Regions from separate parts of the Gossypium hirsutum genome. Here region 2 is linked to region 1. The links are chromatin contacts, called in public Hi-C maps. All regions are on one chromosome and are shown on one strand. Each heading gives the region's core, a stretch centred on a gene start, on an enhancer-like site or on the middle of the called end of the contact. The rest is flanking DNA. Distances are from core to core; before and after follow the strand shown. Region 1 holds the start of LOC107947219 (L-type lectin-domain containing receptor kinase IX.1). Region 2 holds the start of LOC121223175.

What was found. A called contact is a pair of places that touch in the nucleus more often than the background predicts.
Region 2: a Hi-C map of leaf shows a contact between it and region 1, with 2.7 times the contacts expected there. The contact joins the promoter of LOC121223175 here to the promoter of LOC107947219 in region 1. A contact is called at or near these places in 2 of 34 Hi-C or Micro-C datasets (hypocotyl and leaf).

Annotation. Positions count from the first base shown.
Region 1 is chrD11:31,294,927-31,301,715 of Gossypium_hirsutum_v2.1, reverse strand. It overlaps LOC107947219 (L-type lectin-domain containing receptor kinase IX.1), which reads right to left and starts at 3,702. Exons shown (of 1, transcript XM_041104036.1): 1 at 1,099-3,702. The coding sequence starts at 3,247. The coding sequence ends at 1,277.
Region 2 is chrD11:31,525,964-31,532,752 of Gossypium_hirsutum_v2.1, reverse strand. LOC121223175 reads right to left here and starts at 3,807. Exons shown (of 6, transcript XM_041104272.1): 1 at 3,759-3,807; 2 at 3,487-3,632; 3 at 3,234-3,328; 4 at 2,823-2,958; 5 at 2,591-2,745; 6 at 2,135-2,455. The coding sequence starts at 3,807. The coding sequence ends at 2,320.

The DNA.
Region 1 (6,789 bases), core at 2,453-4,952:
CAAGAAGTGATCATTGGAGCCACAAGTACCAAACCTCACCTGGGAGGGGTGCGGTACCTTTTCATTAGGGTGTAGTACCTGAGAAATAAAATGCCTTGAGGAACCAGTTGGGGTGGGGTTCCTTTGAGGGAGGGGTACCGTTCCTTTGTCTCAATTTGGTGTTAGAGTTGTGTGACCCAAATTCCTATTAAAATAAAAAAAACAAGTGGCAAGATAGGGGTACGGTACAGGCTGCACAAGTGGAATCTGTATAGAAGTTTACTTCTTCTATTTGATATTTGATTAGAATAAGATGTTTACTTCTATTAGGCTTTGATTAGAATATGGTTTTATAAACCCATAAATAGACATAGCCTATACTCCTCTTGTATCATTCGAGTTCGACATAGTGAATTTTCTTCTCCTCTGCCCGTGGCTTTTTCTCGAAAGGGTTTCCACGTAAAATTTTATGTGTTTTATTTTCTTTCTTTTTTTGGCGATACATTGCCATTATCGACGTTCTATTTTTCACAATTTGCTTACTAACTCTTAGGTACTGCACCATTTTCTAAAAGGGTCCTAAAGCCTTGAGCCATTTTGCCCACAGACTATTGGGTACTGCAACTTTTTAGTCAGGGCATCGCTCCGGACTTGGTACAACTCAAAATTTTGTTTTCATTTTTTAAAAATAACTTAAAAATAATTTTAAAAAAACTATTTAACAAATTTAAGTTAGAGATAATTTATTATATCAAAACTTTAAAAAATAAAACTTAACATATATAAATTTTGTTTATTTAAATTATTATATAGAATATATATAAGGCGGAAAATTTTAAATTGATAAAAATAAATTTATTAAGGCATTCTATGGAAAGCTTTGGTTATTTTCAATCTAAACTCACGAGCTAATAATGCTAATGTATTAAGACAAATTTCCATGCTTAATAATGCAGGCTGTTGTGTAATTGCTCTGTCATTCCGTGTAGCAATAAGATTCCTTAATTATCAATATCTAGTGAATTCATTTATCAGCAGCTGGTTATTAATAATTAGAAAAACAAATTGTTTTCCAGAAATACCATATGTTAATTCAAATGACACACCAGATATGATTTAATTCAATGACAAAATGTACACTTCAAATTTGAATCTCTTTCATTAAGTAATAGAAAAAAAAAACAAAAAACAAGATTTTAAAAAAGGTTTGACATTGATAAATTGCGTTGATTGTTAGAAATAAACGACAATTGGAGACATCAAGACATCTTACAATAGAAAAATGTGACGGGATGGCTTAAGGCTCGATCCTAAGGTTCGAATCAGTCACCAAAGTTTCAATAGTGCTACTTGTTCTTGTTACTGTACGTTGATGATATTCATAGGTAGGAACAGGCATTTCCAGTGGAAGATTTGGCAGTGCCACATCAAAATCGAGAACCTGAATTGCTTGTCGGATTGAGGGTCTTAGACTGCTATCAGGGTGAGCACACCACAATCCAACAATCATTAAACACTCTATTTGTTCTTCATCAAACTCTGCATGCAACCTTTCATCAACAGCTGAAAGTAGGTTCCCAGTTCCATAAAGATGCCAATCCCACTCTACCAAACCAATTTGTGAGTTTTCTTCGATTGGATCAACCGATCTTCTCCCTGTAGCAATTTCCAAGGCAACTATCCCGAAGCTGTACACATCTGATGCCTTACTTGCCCTGCCGGTTCTTATATATTCCGGGGCCATGTAGCCTAATGTTCCTGCCAATCCTGTTGTCAAAGGGCCTAGTTCATGGTCCATTAACCGAGCTAACCCAAAGTCACCAAGCTTAACGTTAAAGCTAGAATCTAGCATTACATTGCTGGATTTGATGTCCCGGTGAACCACACATTGCTCCCACTCTTCATGAAGATATAGCAATGCAGTGGCCAAGCCTCGGGCTATTTTGTACCTACAGGGCCAATTGATAGGAGTCTTCTTGCCGAACAGGTGTTTGTCGAGGCTACCATTTGGCATGAAGTCATAGACTAGAAGAAATTCACCTCCATCATGGCACCAACCTAAGAGTTGCACTAGATTTCGATGTCTCAACCGGCTAATGATCTTGATTTCAGTAATGTATTCCTTTCTCCCTTGTCTTGAGCCCCTTGAAATTTTCTTGACTGCAACCGTGGTATCTGAATCATTGAAATACCCTTTGTAGACAGCTCCAAATCCTCCTTCACCCAACTTTCTCTGGTTTGAGAAGTTGTTGGTAGCTACAACAAGATCGTTGTAAGAAAACCTTCTTGGCCCTGCTCCTCTTTCTAGGTCGTCATTGATGGAAGTTAAGTTTACTCTCTCTTCTCTTTCTTCTTTCATCTTCTTCCATCTCCGAAAAAACACGAATGATATGGTGACAACAATCATTAAAATGCTCAGCAGAACTAAAAGTACTACTATTATTTTGTTCCTCTTTCTCTTCTTTCCCTCATCAGTTGTCTTTATTTCTAAACTTGAGCTGAATTCCCATGATAGAAGTCGGTGCCGCTCCGACTTATGACTCGTAGCAGCTGAAATTCCAACCTTGACCCACTCTGGTAAGATTTCCTTGAGATCAACATGATGGGAAAGAGTGAAATTATTTTTAGAAATACTTGTGTTCTTGTAGTTCAATGTCACGCTCAAAATCTGAGCAGTGGCATTGTAAGAAATCCATGCATTGGCAGTTTTTCCATCGTACAAGCTGAAATTCCAAGGAGTGTACTTAGCTGAAGCAATTGAATTGGTGTTGATCCCAATATGCTGAACCGGAGGATCCCATTCAGAGTTGGAGTAAGTGTCGAACTCGACCAGAACAATCTGGTTCCGAGATGAATCGCTTGTTGTGGTGTTAAATAAGCCAAGGAACCCACCTGCAGAATTGGGTGGGATATCAAACCCAGCAGGAGCAAGAAAGAAAGCAAGCCCAGCTGCATAGTTTGACAGAGTTTTGCCCTGGGTGTCTATGTTGAAGGAGAAACTGGTGGTAAAATCGGCAACCTGGTTAGTACGAGAATCCCAGATTGGCACATCTCGAGAATACGAAACTCGACCAACCCGACACAGATAAGATATGTAGTTAAATTCAACATAACCAACAAAAGGTCTCGCATCCCCTTCGTAGAGAATGCCGGTTGCCTCAGGGTTAAAACGAGGTACCTTAAAGTGAACTGAGTTAACACAAGGAAAAAGGAACAGGAAGGAAATGAAGGGAAGAAAACTCCATAAGCAACACGAATGGTTGGCCATAGCACTGAGAGAGATACCAAATAGATGGATATCTTACTGGAACTTATATGTCAAGGGCACATACAAGTATAGCTATAAGCTTCAATTTTTTACTTCGCATGGAATCATAAAACATATGAAAACGAGCATAAAAAGACTTAAATTAAGTCAGTCGTCGTATGGACTCTGGTGGGAAATGCGGAATTAACAAAGTCATGATGTTCGAGACATAGCCCAGAATCGACGCCAACATTGACTAATCCTGGTCCATAATGAGTGCCACATAGCTCTATAAAGTGGTTTAAATCAACTGGGAATTGCCAGTGGACTTCACTAAAAAATTATATATATATTTTATACGTGAGTATGAATATGAAAATGGTATTAGGTGAATACTAATAAATAAATAAAATGAAGGAAGCGTAATCATAAAATAGAAAAAAAATATATGGTGTAAAAACCTTCTTTTCCCTTTGTTTTTCATTTTTGAGGAACTGAGAATTATGGTTGAGTTGGAGTACTACTCTTTGAGGAAACCTTCGAGCGAGGCTAATGTAGTATTTCCTGAATTGATATGTATCTACAAGTCAAGTGGAGAAAAATGAATATCATTAGGAAGTTTCGACGAAGCCGAGTCTGAGAAAACGAGACCACCACCCTTCTATTTTTTTTTCTTTATAAATGACGGAGGAGTTTCTCACTGATTGAATTTTGAAATTTAGTTAAATTGTATTTTATCACATAAATTAATCTTGGTAGGATAGTTTAAAGAGTAAATTCGTTATTTATGTTAAAATTTTCTATGCATTTGTACTTTTAAAAACTACCGTGACTGATGGGTAGCTTATGCTAACATACATGAACCAAGTTCGAACAAGAAAAATAAATAAATTTTTAACAGAATGATTAGTTTGCACTTTAATCTAATATATATTACTAATTTACCTATTTTTGAATGGAAAAAAGGTAAAATGTAATCTAACTCCTAATACTGAGCCTCCATGATACTTTTTTTGATAGAAACCTTTTGTCACTTTAAAAATTAGCATTTTATTTTTCAGTTTAATTTAATAGATTAACTTTATTTTGTTATAGCCAAACCAAGGGGAAAATATCTATTAAAAATAAATAAAAATATTTGTTAAGAAATTATGGCAAATTTTAAAAATATTTACTTTTCATTTATAAAAACCAAAAGACAAATATTTTAATAAAATATAATTTTAGCAGCACGTTATAATGTAAATAACAAAAAATATTAAAAATAAAAATTACCTCCGATTTCAGAAAACCTATTTTATTATTAAAAAATAATAAAACAATAAAACAATATTTTTAATTGATATTTTATATATTTTTAATTAAATTTAAATTTAAAAAATATTTTTTTAATTATTTAAATCGAATTCAAATCCAATCGGATCTAGTAAAAATCATTATCACCCCTAATCAAACTGGCTGATAGTTCTACACTTGAATTTTTGGTACACGATTAAGTCTTTTGGAACCGTTTTCTTTCAAGACTATAATCATGTAAATTAATTGTGCGATATACTAGCGAATCGTTGAATCTTTTAACACATGGGTTTGAAAATAAGAAACAAAGAGCCTTTAAAGTCTAAAACCATGTACGCCAGAAGCAATATCTTCATCTAGAAACTAAAATTAATTCCTTGCATTTCTTGGTTTAAAATTTTAATTAAACATTTTTTATTTAAAAATATAATAATATTAATATAACAAGATATATGACACACCCATGATATGGGTTGTTATACCTCCACCTCTCGGAGACACTCTTTGGACAGCTCTTCAAGGACAACCTTTTGAGCAAACCCCTTGTCGTCATTCCTCGACTCTATACTCAGGTGGACCTCACTCATTAATTGCCACTCCTAACACAAACTATCATGTCCCAAATGAAGTAATTAACAGTGTGCCCAATTACCGCTCTACCTAGGTCTATAGTGGTAGACTACTTGGCCAACTTGCTCTTGACCCACATATGGGGAGATTGTTGGATCTAGTGTCCTAAGTATAGTATTTTCGTCTTATGTACACTTTTATTTTTCAAAAAAATTGGTTTAATAAAAATATTCATTAATTAAATTAATACCCTTTGTATATTGTCACCAATGTTTTTGCACACAAGTAAAATGAAAGCAAATATTGGCTCATTGGTCATCTCATGTTCAAATACTAAGCGATATTACGTGGTCATATTGTAATACGAAAAGACAACTTGTATTAGTAGATGAACATAAACATGTCTTTAGTCTAATTGAAAATGAGCAAACCAGTTGAAAAACTAATATGTCGTCTATCAAGTCCAATTGGGGAGATGCTTTGTCTTGAGCATCGAAGCGGTTGACTCCCAGAAGATAGAGACATAAATGTGACTGTCTGGACTGGCAGTACATCAGATAGGATCCAAGTAGAATAGATTCTGGATCCATTTATGGATCAATTCACTTGTGAGGTTCATAGTGTGGCATACCTTAATCCCGAATGGATGATGGACTATAAGTGCATGATTCGTATACTTTGATGTAAGTAAAAGTCTGATTTCAAATAGATAAGGAATCGAAAGTTGGCGCGTTGGGTATATGATTTATGTAGTATATAACATCATTCATAATAGTGGAATTCATAGCCCAACTAAAGGGTAAATGACTTAATTACTATTTTATGTCACACCCCATTTTTATTTATTTATCATTAGCTTTTAAACAAGAATGAGTATCTAGCCTATTGGTTAAGAACAAGCATAGCTATCCTTGTGACCCAAGTTTGAGTCCTTTCTTCTACTTTTTTATTTTAATTTTGGCATACCTCATTGGTCAACCCCATTGCCGGCTAAAATAGTTGCCTTATGCATAAGATTCTTTCCTTCCTTCTTTTCCTCCTCCCTTCCTTGTTTACTCCACTTTTCACTCCCTTTGTTCCCCATCTTTCCTTTTCTTTCCCTAGATTCCTTTACATTCCATTTCTACTCCCCTTTGACTATTGCTACTCATCCCTAGTAACTAAGGAAAACAATTCATTTTGTTTTCTTCTCCATCTTTTCTCTTATCTCTCCATTTTTCTATCATCCACCTCTTGTGCCACCACATTTTGTTCTTGTCGCCACTACAACCACCATTTTCCACCGTTTGCACCACTTCAACCAACCTTGCACCGCCGCCTTTCCCTTTCTTTTTCTTTATTGCACCTCCTCTCTTTTTTGCTTTGGTTATAACTAAATCCCTAGCGCTCTTTCTTCTATCTTTTTCAATCTGATACATAATGTTATACTCATCTTTTCTTTTCTTTAATTTTTTTTCTATTTCTCCATAGTCGTTTCCCCTCCATCTTCTCAAGTTTCTCGTTGAACCTAATCTTTCCAATCTAGCTTGATAAAAAGTAAGTGATGATTACTTTAGTCTAATCTCAATTCCTTCTTTTTCTTTAAGAAGTTTGAATCTTATGTTTATTATATATATTATTTTTCATTGAAGAAAATCTTCAAGTCACGGAACTAGTCAAGGAAGTTCAAGCCATTCAACTTGTCCTCTTAAAGATAG
Region 2 (6,789 bases), core at 2,558-5,057, 230 kb before region 1:
ATCTATTTCCCACCAAAATTTTACTCTCCCATTTATTTTTTCTCAAAGTTTTACTCCAAAAAATCCTCAAAACCTTTTATTTTCCCCCAAAATTTTTACTCTCTCCTACTTTTCCCCTAAAACTTTTATTCCCTTCCTATCCCACCTCCCATCTATCCCAAACCCTCCCCCCTCCAATTTTTTTTTATATTTTCCCTCCAAAATTTTACTCCCCCTATTTACTTTCCCTCAAACTTTTATTCCCCAAAACTTTTTATTTTCCCCCTAAACTTTTACTTCTCACCCTTTACTCTCAAATAAAAAATCAAAATTATCCAAAAAAAATCACTAAACATAAATAGTAATAATTTTATTTATATATACTATTTATATTATTAAATTAAATTTCATATTTTATATTATTTATATTATTGAATTGTTTAGTCATATTGAATATTTATATTAAAATTGAATTATTAATTATGCCATAAAATATTCGTGTTAAAATTTTATATTGATATCAATTTCACATTTTATTTTTAAAATAACTTTTATTAAAAAAATCATATTTTTACATTTAATATATTTTTTAATTCTAAAATACATAGTGACAAGAATCAGAAGATAATTGAAACAACTAAGCAAGCAAAGAAGCTAACCAATATATAAAAAATTAATAAATAAATTATGAAGTGATGAAAGTTAATAAAAAATTTGATTAAGGTGGACAAATTTTATTACGATGGGTGACAATGGTTACAAGGACCCAAAATTATTTTTTAAAATTTAACTCGAACAAATATATTCGATTCGAATTCCATCTCACTCGGCTCGATTCGAGAAAACTTCAAATAAAGTTAGGATGATAAAATGAGATTCGAAAACTCGATTAACTCGAAAATTTTTTATTCGATTCGATCGAATGCTCACCCCTAGCTGTAATGGAATAGAGGTGTAATGGAATAGAGCTGTAATAGTAATTCAATTATTTGGTTGAATGGAATGGAATAGAACTGTAATGGTATTCTTGTGTTTGATTGAATGGAATGATGTTGTAATAGCATAAGGAAAAAAACTAAAATGACTAGAATACCCTTAGCAGAATTTTTTGTAGGTTGATGATTATTGTTATTGTTATTAAATTTTAATAAGATTATTAATAAAAATAATAAATAATTTAATAATATTTTAATTTAATTAGTATTAAATATAATTTAATAAAAAAATAATTTAATGAAATTCTTAATATAATTATTCTTATATGAATTTACTAAAATCATAATATATAATACTATAAAAATTATATGCAATGTACTTTATTATTTTTAAACTGCAATACATATTGAATGTGCTAAAATATTATTAGTGAAACAAATAATTTAATTATTCTACAATAAAAAACAAAATACTAGAAGTAATAAGTAACTTGAGAATTATATTTCACATCCAAATATAATATTCATATATTAACAAAAAGTTACATATGTATTTGATGTTCTAACAAAAAAAAAATGGTTTCTCAATGCCTACATTTATCTATGTTTTACAAATTAAACTCTAATACCAACTCCAACCATTTGGTTTGGGGAGTACTGGAATTTGGTAATGAACAAGGGAATAAGTACAATGATCCATGTAATACAGACTTTTTGTTAAGTCCTACTAGAAGACACCAATCCTAAACTCGAGAGTTCCTTAGGGGGCACAACAACAGTGTACTGAAATGCAATCTGCACTATAGGTAGTTCAGAAGAATGTCTGCAAAGGAAAAAGGAGATTAAAATATCTAAATAATATAATATTAATGCTCCACAAATTGCTATCAACAAAAAAAGGTAGCACAACCACAAAACACTTGAAGGGAGCATGTTTCAAGCATTTAGGTGGGCCCATCTGGTGCAGGCAAGAAACTAATATAATGAGAAATATATATAATCATAATAACATTGTATAATCTGTAACAATTTACATATTACAAATCTGAGCATAATGAATATATTTTATTGAATCAAGAGAACTCAAAGAAAGTAGAATACTAAGTTATAAGATTCTATGCCAGATGAAGTCCCTACATTCTAGAGCAAAATAGTCCAGAATGTATGTCCATCAGATTCAACAATAAAAAATACTAGTAATATTGACTGTGGCAGCCAAAGAACGAAATTGTAATGAGTAATTAATATCTGTAAAATCCAACATTATTAGCGAAATCAAAATCATAAGCATATGTTGCAAAAAAATCACAACAAATGATGTGCTGAACTAGTAATATTGTGGATTTGGCAATAAGTGACCATACTGCAAAAGGTGGGATTAAAAGAAGTGAGAAATCAAAAATTATTAGATGATATTTCCCCAATAAGAAAATTTGAAAGTGGAAAGAGGAAAACTTACAGAATGGCCAAGCTTGAATTCAGTAGATGTTCTCAATCTTAGTATGCAATTAAAAGCATATGGTCGACTTAGCATTCGGTACCTGCAAAGTAAGATCAATAACAGAACTCAAATGGAATATCCATATAATTAACTCAAGTAGATATGAAGTATCCATATAAACATATACTTTGTCATCTTTAAAAAAGAATAAATTAAAGGAACTTATAGTACTAACATGTCCTGAGGAAGTGTTGAATCATCTGTATTTGCATATAAGAACAAAAAGCCACCACTTTCTATGCTAAGAAATTTAAGAGACGCCAAATCTGTATACTCATTTGTAACAGCAAAAATGTCCACGCATACACCTGCTTGAACAGCCACAGTAGCCTGTAACATTTGTCAATGCTACATTTCCCAATCCACATGACTAGGATGAGATAATACAAAATTCAAATGAAAGATACCAGATCTTTGTAGAACGGTGTCTGCTCAGGAAGCAAAGCACAGTCTGCATCTTCTTCTTTACTAGCATATTGCTCACCATACCTTCTTGTATCTATTTGCCCAGGTCCATAATGATTGCAAAATCTATTATTATCCCTTAATAAAAAGTAAAATTTTAGACTCAAACATAGTGATTGAAAAATCTTTGATTTTAGAGGACTAGTACATAGTGATTGCAAAATTATATGATTTGATTAGTATAAATGAGCATAAACAACACTATTCTAAGTGAAAGACGCAAACAGCAAAGGTTATACCACATACAAACATATGCACGGTCCCTTCCTAATTCTATTCTTACAAAATAACCCTATATTATAGTTAAGAAATCGAGAACAACAAAAAAAGAAGAGAAAGAGCAAGGGGCTCACCATTGATTTGGAGGCAGATAGACGAGAAATAAATCTATAAATCTCGCTTTTGTTAGGCGAAAGCAGAGCAAATTGGAGTAGAGTGATTTGGGAGACTGCGATAGCCAAAGGGTTTATAAGAGTGAGGGCTTTTGAGAGTTCAACTAGAAATGTCGTTGATTAAGGAATCAAAGGCACTTACTGTAAATAAGGAGGTTCAACTAGAAGGAAGATGAAGATTAAGATGGCGATAGCCAAAAAATGTTTACCTAACCTTGGATGAAGGGGAGGAATGCTGGAGTTGGAGGAAGCAAGAAATGGCTTCCGTTGAGTGTTTTTGAGGTGAGAATTTGTGAGGGTAAAATAGGGTTAATTTGGGACGGAATGGGTAAACGGTGAAGAGGGAAGGGAATAGAAAGCCTCAAATTTTTCTACTTAAGGTCAGAATGGAATACACCAGTAATAGGGTGTTCCCTACAACCAAACCTCTGTTTAAGTGGGAACCATAATAAGCTTGTAATAGGCAGGTAATGGCATAGCCATTACCTTCAACTAAACATGCTGTAAATGTATAAAGCGTAGAGACTAACATCATATTTTAACTTTCAAATTTTTATTTTATAATTTCATAGAAACAATTAATCAATTTTCCACACTAATTATTTACTAAAATGTGGGTTTTTTTTCTCTACCACATGACCTCTCGAGGTCAATTTCACATTTAATGTCAGCAGATTTTTGAGTCCTTGGTATATTGATAGGTACACAAAAAAAATGTCATCGCCTATGCACGTTGAGATCACGCTCGAATCAATGTAATCAACCAAACTTTAATACTCATGCATATTGAGGTTATGCCAAATACAATAATCCAACATTTAATGTTTGATCACCAACGACTCAAATTAAGTAGAGAGGACTTTGGATTCCATGGGAGTCGAAGTCGATACTTTTTCTATCTCTGTATTTTTCACATAAAACGCTACATTTCCATACTATAATCCTTAAACTTTCTCCTACCAAACTTTAAACCCTAATTTAGCTTGAGCTTCCAATCTTAAAGGGATTTTATTGAGATTGCAATTTCAACATATATCTTCTATTGCAACATAAAATAGTGATTCTTTTCACAATTATTAGTAGGCTAAAAATCATAGTGCTTGAACTTGCTCAAAATATGATTTTAAGTGTGTTAGATCACCGAATGATCCCTTGTGAAGGGCTCATTTTTATTTACTTTACCAAAATGGGAAAGTTCTTATACATGTTGGAGTTTATTTTCTCCATAGTTAAACTAGAGTCTATAACATCCCTTACTTGATCCGATAATCGATGTGAATAAGTGATGTCATATTGACTTGTTCTTAAAACTATATGCAACATTTTCAAAGTTTTAAACACATTTAAAAACAATTTTCTTTAAAAAACATTATTTAGGTGTTTGGATATTGTGAAAACATAAAATTGGTTTTCGATTGCTTATAAGGCTAAAATGTGAACTTTTTTTTATTTAAAAGAGTAAAGGTTTTGCAAAAACCAAATCTTTTTTGCATTTCGAATCTTTAAACAATCATTTTCAAAGTCCTATTACAAAATGAGAATGTTTGGCATCATTCATAGACATTTCAGGGCATAAAAATTTATAGGTACAAGAGTGCAACAATTTAATTTTTTCTTGATGCTGAAAAATTCAGTTTTGGATTGGATTTCTTAAACAGAGTCGTTTCAGAAAGTTAGACTGTGAGGTTTCCGGGAATTTGTACGGTAGAGGATTAGAGAGTTATTATTAGGTAATTAGATATTAATTAGAATTATTAAGGGGTTCATTTAAAGAGTTTTAGTAATTAAGATTTATGAACTAAATTGGAAAATTAGAAAAATTAGAAGGGTTAATGTGTAAATATTAAAACATATGATTTAAAGAGCTAAAGGTCCCTAACTTGTAATATCCCAAGCCTTTAATGGAAAATTTTGATTTTTGTAAAATTTGTTGGAGGGAATGGCCATTCCCCATTTTGCATGATTATTTTCCAAAAACTGCAAAAGTTCTATCTAGCTTTTCCCTTGAAATTTTCCATCAATCTATGATTTTCTCTTCAAGATTTCAAAATTGGAAAGGTTATAATTTTAACAAATATTCATTATCAAAGTATGATGAGCTAGTGTCACGGGCAACAAATCAAATCCCATGATCATTGTGCACAGAACGTCCCATGAAGGTCAGCTTATTAAATGTGGCTCATTTGACCTACTTGATCTGGGTTGACTTATGGAACCAATGGAGAAGGCTATCTACTTGAATGTAACACCCCTTAGCCTGTTAGGAAGACATGGCGTGTATTATTGAGCCAAACAGACCACTCGACGGACTGGGACATTACTAACAGATTCAAACCCTTTGACTTAACTTGAAAATTTTAGAAAAACCATTATGAATATTTTACTTAGTGTTAAAGTCTTTTCTCTTCTTTATAGATTTGGTGCGCTAAGTGTAGTATTTTCGTTAATATACACTTGTAATTTTTTCGAACAGCTTGGTTAATAAAACAAATTCATTGATTACGTTAATATACTTTATATAATTGTCCTCACATGGTTTTTGCATGTAAAGCAAAATGGAAGAAAATGTTGCTCATTGGTTGTCTAAATGTTTAGATAATACTAATCAGATTACATGGTTGGATCGTAGTACAAAAAGACAAATTTTATTAGTAGACGAATCTAAACATTACTTAGTCTAATTGAAAATGAGCAAACCGATTGAAAGAATAATATGTCGTCTATTAAGTCCAATGGGGGAAATACCTGGAAACACAAAAATATATAAACTTTTTCAGCACCTTTTGAGTTCTAATTCATGCAATTTCGTAGTAAATTTTGTCAAAATTCACACTTTAATTATAAAATAATTAATTTGCACTTAAATTATTAACATATTTAATTTTAATTATTTTTATAATAAATCTTCACAAATTTGATTTATTTTTGACAGTTTTGCAAAAAAGGTGAAAATTGGCTCGGTAGACACCTTGAAAGGTTTGAATTGTTGGGGAATTTTGCATCAAGTGAACCAAGGGTAAGATTAAATATTTTTCCAACCAAGGTCAGTCCAAATGATGATCATTTTATGTACTTTATATTTAATTTTTATCCAAGTTAAATTGGGTTAAAAATTAATATAAAGCCTAAAGGAGAAAGTGGCCTAGTGTGCTAAGCATTGAAGACTGATCCAATAAGAAAATTTGCAGCCCAAAAAATGACCCAATCAGGTAATTTGTATGATTAAATTAATCGTAAAAATAGCCCTCAAGTTTTCTTAAAATCTTATTCAAACCCCTCCACTTTTTGTGCCTTTAAAGATTTGCCCCAAGCTAAATTTAGCAAAGTTTAAAACATTCAAACTTTGCTCCATGTGTGGCTAGCCAAGGGAAGTGTGTGGTTGATAATTATTTGCTATTTTTAGCAGCCACTCCCACTTATAAATACCCCCTTCACCTATTAACTCAACACACTTTCATTCCCACACATCTCTCTCACTCACTCACTTTCTCTCATTTGTTTTTCCCTTTTTCTTATC